Linked DNA regions of Bombyx mori: region 1 is linked to region 2. The links are chromatin contacts, called in public Hi-C maps. All regions are on one chromosome and are shown on one strand. Each heading gives the region's core, a stretch centred on a gene start, on an enhancer-like site or on the middle of the called end of the contact. The rest is flanking DNA. Distances are from core to core; before and after follow the strand shown. Region 1 holds the start of E74 (transcription factor E74). Region 2 overlaps E74 (transcription factor E74).

Region 1 (5,870 bases), core at 2,372-4,871, 58 kb after region 2:
GGTTACATTTAATAGCAGTAGAATTCCTGTTTATTAAGCCAAAGGGAACGAAGAATTAAGTCACAGAAAGACTCGGAAAGATCAGTTTTATACACCAAATGACTTTGTGGATGTAACGCTTATATTCCCTTTAAGCAGAGTCGCGTTGATGCTTCGTAGTGGACATAGACATAATGGCATTTCTGCTTTCTCATTACCATCTGTCATATTCGAAGATGAGACCTTCAGTCCAGGAAGTCGGCGTCCTGGGTCGTTTAGAAGTTGAAAGTCTAGCTATCGGGGTGCCTTTGTGGTCTCCGGTTTGATTATTCTAACCGCATAAATAAACGGTAGTATTTATGGCTTCATTCAGTGTCTTCACTAGTTCAACAAGTTCATTAAATATAACTAAAGCAACAGAAGTCGAAGTTTGAAGTCTTCGTGGCCTAAAGGATAAAACGTCCAGTGCATTCGTATCTAGCGATGCACCGGTGTTCGAATCCCGCAGGCGGGTACCAATTTTTCTAATGAAATATGTACTTAACAAATGTTCACGATTGACTACCACGGTGAAGGAATAACATCATGTAAATCAAACCCGCAAAATTATAATTTGTGAAATTACTATATCGTCTCCTCGACGAAGCAGATCCGGGTTCGATTCCTTAGCGAAGGCCGCCGCATTTGGGACGTTTGTTTAACAATGACGTGGAGCTGTGTGGAGTACAATTTCAAAACTACGCACTTTCGTTATGTACATAATAACTGAAAGCACAACAAGTCTTCGCGAGGTGCTTTTAATCCTTAACTGTTTAGACAGATAAATTACGAAAATCAAAACACTGTCGTCTAACATTGCCTTCCTAGGAGTTTTCATTTTATGACTACCTTGTAAAGCTCTATCGTATCCCGCTGGGCGTTTAAGTTAGTGTGAACACCATAACTTTATAACTGGCTTTTGCATTTTTCTCCAGTCGCTTTAGAATACCATTGAGACATCGGGCTCATGTCGATATCGGAATTTACATTGTGATGTCTGTGGACTATGTTAAGCATTTATAATATCAACAGAACAGCGATCGCGACTGGCAAGTTAAAGAGAAACAAAATTAGTCTCGTGAGCATTCGTGAGTGCTCGTGAACACACGTGAGTTTTACTGGTATCGTGAGCACATATGCGTTGCCGTGACAAATCATCGTGCCTTTTATTTATTTGAAGGCTTAATCTGTAGTTTCTTTTATACGCCGCGCGTTTGTCCGTGAAAGTCTCACCAGACGATGATCAGGTCCAAAACACCTCAGACTTTGACCTCGTTAAGTAAAACAAGTCGCAGAAGGCAGGTCGATGATCAATATTTAAAATTAAACATTTACTACATTCAATTAAGCCACAATTGTAGTCTGTGTAACGTGTGCCCGATTCATACACAGGCGGGAGACGAGAGTAAACTCAGACGAAATGTTTCCGCAATGGCTGCGACCGAGAATCGAATCTGAACCTCGAGATAAGATTAGTAACCATTACAACTGACAAGGCTAAAACACCCAACCAACTAACCTCTGTAACCACTAGGGCTCACGGCGTCGCGGCCACCCACACCGAGATGCGACATCGATCCCAGATTGCAAATGAAGAATTTCCCGCTCTTCAAATCTCAATCGATTACAGGGACGTAAAGTGTTTTTTACTGGTGGTAGGACCTCTTGTGAGTCCGCACGGGTAGGTACCACCGCCCCGCCTATTTCTGCCGTGAAGCAGTAATGCGTTTCGGTTTGAAGGGTGGGGCAGCCGTTGAAACTATACTGAGACCTTAGAACTTATATCTCAAGGTGGGTGGCGCATTTACGCTGTAGATGTCTATGGGCTCCAGTAACCACTTAACACCAGGTGGGCTGTGAGCTCGTCCAAACATCTAAGCAATAAAAAAAAAAAGTGAGAGATTGACGATACCAAACCGTATGGCTTCACAAAAACCGGCAGTATTAAAATTCTAGAGAAAAATTAAGGAAATACACCGACTATGCCATTAACCCTGACATTAATCTCATACGTTTGACAATCGACAGTCTGTCCTCCAAACGGCAAAGCCTCTGAACGGTAAAGATTTTAACAAAGGTCTCACGTGAGGTTCAGCAATGATTGACCATTGACACTAAAGCTGCTTTCAAATTACGCTATAATATAATAGCATTTAGTAAATAGCACAACAATATCGCGTACCATATTGTTATGGACACGTTCACACTGTACTGTACTATATATTATTGGCTTACTTACGGCACTATAGTATAGTGTAGTCTGAAAGCAGCTTTAGACGTAAATGCTACCGGCTAGCTTTGTCGAAGTCCTACTTGCGTATTACGCCTTTTCTACCTTTAAAGACCGAAATGACTAGAAGAGATTTTGAAAGATTATCCATCGTACTTTTTTTTTATTACAACAATGCTCATATGAGTGAATGAAAAACCCTTAAGAATTGTGCCCAATTGTTCGGCAATAGTTCGTGCAGTCTGCGTAATTCAGAGAGATAACTGAGCAAGGTCACTGCCTAAACACCAGCTCGATGATTGTATGCCTTAATTGCTATTTTAGTTCGACCTTAAGAATAAAGTGTGTTGCACATTAGAGGATTTTGTCGCTGCGACACTGAAGCCATTCTGTCGGTCTTTTCACGTTTCGCCGGAAAATTCGTTTTCTAGAGAATTACGTTTATAGTAGTATAATTAATAGTGATGGCAATTTCGAGGTCAAAACTTAAGAAAAAACGTTGCTATTAATTAATTAGTCTATTCAATTTAAATTTGATAGAAATGTAGATATTTTTAATGTTTTTTATATATTATTTTATACATTACATGTAGCATACAAGTGGAATACATAATTTTGTTATTAAAATTAAATTACTTATTACATGAAGAAAAAATATTAATAATAAATAAAAACGTAAGTATACCGGACTACCGGAGCTTATACAATAAACAGCGAAACAATATAATTTAGATTCTGTTTATTCTATAAATCAATATGTGCAATAATTCATAGTTTGTATCACAACTAGTTAATTTATTTGAGAAAATAACAAACTAACGCAAGATCAAACCGTACATATATTTATTCAAATGTGTATTACCAAAATATGTACGCTAATAATATGTACTCCTTACTGAAATATTTTGACATGAACGATGCAATGCTTACTTATGAATTTTTAAAACAGAGTTATTTAGTTGACGCATGTTATCACAATGTCAACATTTTTTTTTTCTCAGTAACAAAAAAGATTACTTTGTCAATAAAGTAATACATAGAACATAACGATGATTGTTTTGTTACTTACCAAGTCCAAAAAGCAATCCAAAAGGTTCACTGATCCTTCCAACACATCCACACAAAAAAATATTCATGAAACTCAAAAAAAAAAACCTGGCATATAACGAAAAATCTTTTGTCAAAAAATTCCAAAAAAGCACTCTCAAAACTGCTGTCACTGTCAAAGGTTTGTTTTTTTACTTCGTTCTCGTAAACAAATTCACGTCTCACGGAGTTCCAAAACGTTGTAGGCTGCGCTCGTACGTCGAGCTGTTTGTGAGAGCGGGGCGTCGCTCACTGACGTCCGCATCCGACGGCGGCTCACGAGTCACTGAACTGGTCACACCGCGCCCCTGTCGGCGTGCGGAGGCCGATCGCGTGTATTATTACAACGGCACTAATGTTATCATTGTGGAACCCTGAAATTGACGAAAATGAATTAGGTCAAAATGCCTCCCATCCAATAAACAGTTCAATTTTTTACATAACAGTACCTTCAGACTGATTTAATCCGTTAAAAGTTTTCTGAGTACGCTTAGCACGTGTTTTCATTGTAGAATTCTAAATACTGTATTATACTTTTAGACAAATCTGGCCTAAAGTCCCCAAATCAATGCGCGGCACGCTCCTCACATTATGAAAGGTTTTTCCACGAATATCCGATTATGTTTGTCGGCAAAAACAAAATTACTGGCGATTTAGGATTTTTAAATAAATGAAAGAGCTTTATGTCAAAATCTAAAAGGTTACTTACATATTGATTTTCTTGACTAGAGAAAATCTGATTATAACGTAAAACCGTTACAATTTTGAGGCTAAACATGTACCTAATTTTGTCTTTTCCCAATAATTGGGCTGGAAATACCAGAGTATAGATTATACTGATAAATTTCATTGCGATATCCATCCAGTTTCAGATTGATGACTAACGCTAATCTTATCAAGTGTACTTGGAACTGAAAAATTAATTAAAGAAAATATAATCGGAAATTTTAAATTAGATCAAACGGGCGAACCTGAAGACACACCTGATATTAGCCGGCCAACAGCGAATATTGACACGACAATTAAAATACAAAAATAATACGAAAATATTGAACCTCTTACATGAGACTTTAGCCAAAAGCATAAATTATTTATGATACTGTGACTAATTGCTTTAGTCCGCCTATAAATAGTTGACCACGTTTGACCCAGCGCTTGGCCCATCATCTAGAATCTTCAAATTTTTGGCAACGAAGTTACTGGACTTATAGTAACTAGTGGTAGTTCCTCGGGCGTGGCGTGAGCTTTCGAACGCGAAGCTTTTGCGCGTTCCGTTCTAAAGAATACGACTTCAGTTTTTCCAATGGAACTGAGACTCAATTTCAATTCTTGAGATGAGCAGCTGAATTCAAATGGTATCGTGGATGCAGTTTTACGAGAAGCTATATAGTATTGTATCGAAATTAATACCAAACGCAAATGCTCGACCCATTAAGCAGCAATTATATCTTCTACTAGCTGACCCGGCAGACTTCGTAGTGCCTCAATCGATAAATAAAAGACCTAAACTTTTGTATAAAATAAATTTAAAACAAACAAAATGAATCCGTCCGACGTTTAATTCCGAACATTTTCATGCTTAAGTCTACCTTTTAAACCTTCTCTGGACCTCCACAAATAATTCAAGACCAAAATTAGCCAAATCGGTCCAGCTGTTCTCTTAGCGAGACTAACGAACAGCAATTCATTTATATATATTAACTCATTATATTCAATATATTAATTCATTATATTCAATTTATTTAAATACTAACATAGTTCGTAAGTTCTTTGTAATACTAACACAATATGAGACTGATGTCTTGAAATAAAAGGTTTTTATTTTTATTTATTATATTAAGGCTTCTTCACTTGTATCTCAATCGTGCAGAAAATCAATATTAAATAATCGTCACCAATTTTCAATGATGCGTTTTATCAATGAAATGATTTTCCAAGGGCCGTAATTCTGACAAAAATTATCTTATAAAAGAAACTGAACATGATAAACATTGTCATTCTTCTCCTTTGTCGGTATTGCTCTTGACTGAGTGATCCTGGTCACCACTTCAGGTGTTGGTGGCAAGCTGGACACTGTCATTACCAGATCTGAATATTAGAAAATTGAAAATTTAGCTTGGTTTTTTTTTTCTACCGAACAACTAACTTCCTACGAGTCGCAATATGTTCAAAATTACTCAAAAATTTGGATCTATTTTTATGTCCCTTAATTTTAACTATTAATGTGCTAGTGTTCGTCAAATTATCGAAATTCGACCGTTATCATTGTTACCACAAGATTCATTCTATGTATTATTGTTAAAATATTGTATTGATATTTATTAAAAGTTTTGAAAAAAAACAAGTTTATTTTCGTTTATTTATTAAAACTTTTTCATATTTTTTTTCCTACCTATTATAGTAACCTCGAGGGGTTATTCTAGATTCACCGAAATAGTAGGTGAGCTCGCGGGGCTCAAACCTGACGACGTTACTAACATGAACCCTAGGAAGAGCCGTGCTTCGCAGAATCTACCACCGGATCGGAAACGCGACT
Region 2 (6,165 bases), core at 78-2,577:
CGGATCCTCCTGATCCACTAACGGTGCTTTTAAGTACCTCAAGCACCGGTCATCGTTCTCGTCGAACCCGTCACTTACGACGAAGGGCTCGACGAGTAAATGAACCCACGGACACAGCCCACTGAGTTTCTCGCCGGATCTTCTCAGTTGGTGGCGTTTCCGATCCGGTAGTAGATTCTGCGAAGCACGGCTCTTGCTAGGGTTCGTGTTAGCAATGTCGTCAGGTTTGAGCCCCGTGAGCTCACCGCTTAGGTAGGATAAAAAAAATATTGACATACAAACTTCAAAAGTAACAAAGTTGATATAAATATTCTATTGAAAACTAATCAAACCTTTTTTCAACAATTTACTCCAACTAAAGAAAGTATTTTAAAGACAATTTTTGTAACCAATATTCCTATACTATAAAAATAGGACATAAATTCCTTTCCTTTGAAAAATTCCGATAAAAATTATCCAAACTATTGGCTGTAGAGAGGGATAATGTAGAAGATTTAAAAATCTCCAAGCTAAATCAATTGAATAAGTACCAGCGGAGCCCTAATCTGGCATTAAGATCACGGCAGTGTTACCTCGCAATCGGCTCGGGCTAGCCTTGGCAGAGCGCGTATCGGGCGCTTTACAAACCGATTTTTCCTTCCGTTCGTGTTGTTGCTCTGTAATTGTTATGCTGCGTCTATTGTAATACAACGTAACGTGATGGACAGGAAAACGTTTACTGAAGAGTTTCTTGAAATATTATATATATTAATAGTCATTATTTGTGTACGTGATGCTACTTGAATATGGACTATTGTTAGGTTGGTGTTTTCGTTAAAAATTCTGTTATAATATTATTACTTTTTCGAAAGACGTTTCTGTGCTTAGTGTACCTGTACTGCTGATACCATCATCTGGTTATACCTAGCTATTAAAAAAAAAACTTTCCAACGAGATAAGTTGCTAAGTCCGCAATTTCAAGTTTTCAAATAGAAAATTGTTTAAATAAATTATATATAATTTATACGACAATTTTACTAAATTGGATTCTTTAATATTTATGAATTTCGAAATTTAGTGTCAATTTCGGGACTCATAACAATTTTTTATTAATGATTATTTAAAAAACGTCCTTAAGCAGTAATCTACCATAAGTGCGATTGGTGTCCGCATGATAGAGAATCGGAGCTCTTGGGAGGCCATGACCACTTTTTCGACCTGATCTCCGAGAGTCTGAGGAGTAGGATGGGTAGGTTGATCCCGCTTTCTCTTGATCTCTACCTCGGCGCAGAAGGCGGGATGGGCGGTGCGTACATGGCATCCCTGCTCAGCTCTCGCAGGGGCCTTCAGGTGCTTGGTGATGCCCGGTATCTGCTGAATAGCTCCTGTGATGAGGCAGCCAACGCTGGCACCATGGTGCGCCGCCCAGATAAGTTGTGGCCAATTCCGTCCAAGCATCACGACGGGTGCCGGCGAAGGAAGACTCGCGCTGCCCATTCTTGTGGTAGGGGAGCTCGTTGGGGTTTTATTGCTAGTCAGTTTAGCGGGGCAGCGGCTATCTCGCGCGTCTTCCTCCAGCCGTAATTTCCTCGAAGGCGCCGGAGTTTGCCATAACCCAGTCTTTACCCCCATCGACTGGGTATCCGTAAACTGATTCCTCAATCAAAAAAGTATCTACTCTAGTGCAGCGATTTGAATAACGTTTGCATTGAATGTACATGTACCAGATACTCGCGTGCGGTTGTTAACAAAAAGAAAAACCTTTCTCACTAGCCTGCATGAGTTAATAAAAAGCAACATGATGATTTAAGTCTCAGATTAGTCAGGTGTCGTGATTAAAATACATGCGGTGTCGTCGCTCCCGATAGACACGTGCGGCATAGAGACTGCACGCTGCCGAAGTGAAAGTGAACCGCACGCGACAGCTCGCGCTGTGACGTCAGACGCGTTTCTCCAGCATCGTGGAAGGTTTTATGTGTGGTTGTGTGTGTGTTTGTGTGTTTTTTAAACGGAATAATCGGCTAAAAAAAAGATATACGGATAAAAGATGGACATTAGAAACTACAACATGGGAAGGAACAGTGGGTAAAAGAAGAAGAGGACGACCAAGTTGCAGATAGATCGACGAAATAATAGCAGCAACTGGAAAAGAATGGAGCAACAAAGCCAAGGATAGGGAAGAGTGGAGTAAGCTGGAGGAAGCCTATACTCGAATGGGGTTCCAATAACAAAAGCTTATATTTAATTTTGTAATTTTTTATATGATAAGGTATTTTTTTTTTCTTTCTTTGTTTTTGGAAATAAAATTGGCTTATTATTATTATTATTATTATTGGCTAATGAACTGAGGACAATACGATTCCCGTTCGGGAGTACAGGTTTATTGAGGCTGAGATGTTGGCTGAGTGTGGCGGAACCGTCACGCACTGAGAATATGCACGAGTGACGTAACAGACTTTTTTTTTACGAATGAGGGATTACTGTTGGCCCAGAGGCCTTTCCAGTTTCACCATGACAGGTGGGCGAGCAAAGTCACAGGTAGGAGGGGTGGGAAAAGTAACAGACTCTATAGTCTGTACGGTAATCGCATCTTCATAGCTACTTTTAAATATGTATGACTCTTCCAATTTTTCATGTTTGCGACTATCGTATTATCTCTGCTTACTGTTACAACAACTGTCATCAGAGCCAGAAACCACGGATTACCTCGGGTTCTATCTGTCCTTCTTCAAATGAGGTTTGTAGGGTGTGGTGTGGTCTGGTCACGATGGATTAGAAGACTTGAAATAATACGTCCATTCAGTTTGAAGGTTCGGTTTATTGTGTAGAAAGGTGTATTTAGTTACAAGACAGTAAGACAGTAGTGCTGAAGAAGCACTTTAAATAAAGCTGTTTACATACTTGAATGGTTACACACTACTAATCCATCGTGACCAAACCACACCACAAGGGAATCCCTAGCAGCGATTTGACTGTGCCTCTCAATAGGCTAGTTCGACCTAGAGTGAAGACTGCATTATCGCGACAGTTCTTTAATATTTTCAAAGGTTTTAACGAATTGTTGTCATTATTAAAAAGTAATTGTTATTGACCGCGAAACGGTAGTGAATTTCAGGATTCCTCCACATGTCTCAAAGTAAGCCATTCAAATTACCATGTCCGAAAAGCAGGTAAACCGTTTTAAAGCGGAATAACACTGAAAACCCTGTTATTTTTAAAAACAATATTATGATGATCACTAAACACACATTCGGCTGGGCGCGGTGAAGGCGAAGGGCACTGGGCATAGTTACGTAACGTCACGCGATGTACTATTCTTGATCCGAGCTTCTGACATTGTCGGCCGTTGGCATGCTCTCCCGTGTCACTGTTGCAGCTTCCGAATTCTGATGCCAGTTCTTACGTTTTAGCAAAGGATTTACTATTTCCATTTCTTAACACAAAATCAATACAAAAACACTCGATATTAATTAGTCAAGTAGGTTTAAAAAATTAAATCACGCCATTCCTCTCATTCTATTTTATGTTTATTGCGGAGATGTGTGACTGGGCTCACGGCCCAACTGGTGTTCAATGGCTGTAAGGACCCAAAGAAGAAGAATGAAACCACTCACCCTAATAATACGTAATAATGGTATATCGTCTTTCAAGCCGGAACTCATCTTCGTGACAGAAATAGGCCGGATGGCGGTAACACAACCGTGTGAGCCTACATCTCTCTAGATTACGAATTAACAAAACATAAACTTCTTAATTTTTTTTATGGCTTAGATGAATAGAAGAGCTCACAGCCCACCTGGTGTTAAATGGTCACTGGAGCCCAAAGACATTAACCACGTCAATGTCGCCACCCATCTTGAGACATGCGTTCTCAGTTTTACAGTATAACGGCTGCCCCACCCTTCAAACTGAAACGCATTACTGCGTCACGGCAGAAATAGGCAGGGCGGTGGTACCTACCCGTGCGTACTCACAAGTGATCCTACCACAAGTAATTACGCAAATTATAATTTTGCGAGTTTGATTTTTATTACACGATGTTATTCCTTCACCGTGGAAGTCAATCGCGAACATTTGTTAAGTACGTATTTAATTAGAAAAATTGGTACTCGCCTGCGGGATTCGAAGCACCGGAAAACGACAACAGCTTATGCTCAGATTAGTAAGTGAATGTCATTGTTTGTTTACGTTGACCTAAAGTATCTGGTACCCATTAAGTTCAAGAACCAGTTCAGGTCTGGCAAAAAGACAACAAAACATAGAGGCCCGTTCTAGAATCTTCGAGTCTTCGAATTGCCTGCCGTTCCGAGAAAAATGAAATAATGATGTTAATATATAGTAAAATGTTTATACACTATTTCCGAACGTTGAAGCTAATGAATAACTATTCATAAATAGCTTGTCAGTGTCAGGGATCTACTCTCGAGATTCGTTCGAGAAATGAACGAAAAAATATTTGCGCATTTGTAAATCAACATACATAGTGAAATGAGACATGCTTTATAGAAGGTTTACTGATTATTAATTACCTCGCAACTCTGAAACTAATTATCTCATAATTGCAAATGAGGTATCGTTATGTACATCTTAATGCACGAAATATTAAGTGTTGACGTTTGAAAAAGGTAGGTAGCGAATTTAATAAATTTTTGTACACGTATTATATGTGGTCTGGTCGCTAAAAGAGTCCATTGCTGACAGTTCTTTAATGAACGGATGCTATGTATATCTATATATATATTGGGGTGGCGTACAGTTAGCGATGAAAAATATTGTGTTGTGTGTATCGATTGAGAAAAATCAAAGCGTCGTCAACTTGGGTTAAATGTTTTAATTTTGCCCTAAAATTTGGTATAGAATCGATCGCTTACTCACGGTCGGACGATATCATTATTATTACTATTATTATTAATACTTTATTTCAGTATAGACCATAACGTTTTGTTAGTAAAGAAGTGCCGTGTTTTAAGAGGGTTTTGGAAAAGTTTTCTTTTCGACTTAGAGTGGAACCGTCCTATAAAACACCGTGTTTTAGGAGGGTCACCTGTACTCCAAAGACATTATGTCGGCTATCGTGTTTATTTAGTTAATTTTTATATTTCTGAAATGACGACAACGTTCCAACTTGACTGCAGCGAAATGTTAATAGTGACGTAAGCGCCTCACACAACAAGCGACGCCCCGAGCCGACCTTGGACCACACGGCGACTTTCAACCAGGAAGAGATCGCGATACGTTCCGTCATTCGAACTTTAAAGATTATATTTACATTGCCCTTATTTGGTGCAATAAAACCTGCGTCTTCCTCGCAGAATATATCGTTAATTCGCTTTTTTAAATCCGTACTGACCTCGAAGATGACGCGGGAGCCTTAATGGAACTCAGATGTCAAGAACAAAGATTGTGTGTTCGGCAATAAAGTTCTTGTGAGCAATGATCGGTGGAGAGTTAAGATTTTTCCCGTTTAGCTAACGAGTCGTTTGCAAGGTTTTTTAGATTGTTTTTAGTTTAATAAAATTAAAAATAGGCTGCACCTGTGGGTACCAACCAGTATCCTGCCTATATTTGCCGCGAAGGCTCTTGATTTCGATAGCAACTTATCACCGGGTAATCAATGTGCTCGTTCACTGGATTGTGTACTAAAAAGAGTTAGGGGCGCTCGGGCAATATTGAGCAATTTTGAAATTGCAAATGGTCGATAGTCATATACGAGTATGCACGTGTTGAGGCCAGACAAAGACTTTGCGCCTAGAAGGATTCTGGATATTCCGAATATGCAAATGTATAAACGACGGATGCCAGTTAACTGTTACTAATGACATTAGGCACAGCAGAACCCGGAGTCTGACTCTGTACTTATCAAAATATTGCCAATTAGGAGCGCTGAACTTCACAGACCAGCAAATGTTCAAGCGCGCTTATTAAATTTCTGCAAACGAGCAATCGGTCTTAAACATTTCTATCTGTGCCATTAATAATATTAAATACGCTGTTGACAATCTGCCAAAGGAAGACTAGCGTGCACGCCTCACATTTGAAATGACTCTTTAAAAAACTGAAAGCACATCAATGAGTTTGATATCGAACCAGCTTTATGGATCATTAAAAATCCACCTTCATTTTTTTAAAAGGCGTTTTCGCCTTGACATAATTTATTCCAAGGAAATAAGGCCAGTTTTCCGTCTA

Evidence for each region. Hi-C and Micro-C count contacts between places; a contact is called where the count stands out from the background.
Region 1: a contact with region 2 is called in a Hi-C map of whole pupa, with 5 times the contacts expected there. The contact joins the promoter of E74 here to the enhancer-like site in region 2. A contact is called at or near these places in 3 of 7 Hi-C or Micro-C datasets (midgut and whole pupa).

The regions. Positions count from the first base shown.
Region 1 is chr15:808,663-814,532 of ASM3026992v2, forward strand. E74 (transcription factor E74) reads right to left here and starts at 3,622. Exons shown (of 10, transcript NM_001043979.1): 1 at 3,318-3,622.
Region 2 is chr15:753,259-759,423 of ASM3026992v2, forward strand. The region is part of intron 2 of E74 (transcription factor E74); the gene reads right to left. The region is part of intron 3 of LOC101739180 (U7 snRNA-associated Sm-like protein LSm11); the gene reads left to right. Among protein-coding and RNA genes, the nearest start is that of LOC101739180, 44 kb to the left of the region's middle. Within about 2 kb of position 1,328, at least 2 of the 8 cell types and tissues checked have open chromatin away from gene starts, as enhancers often do.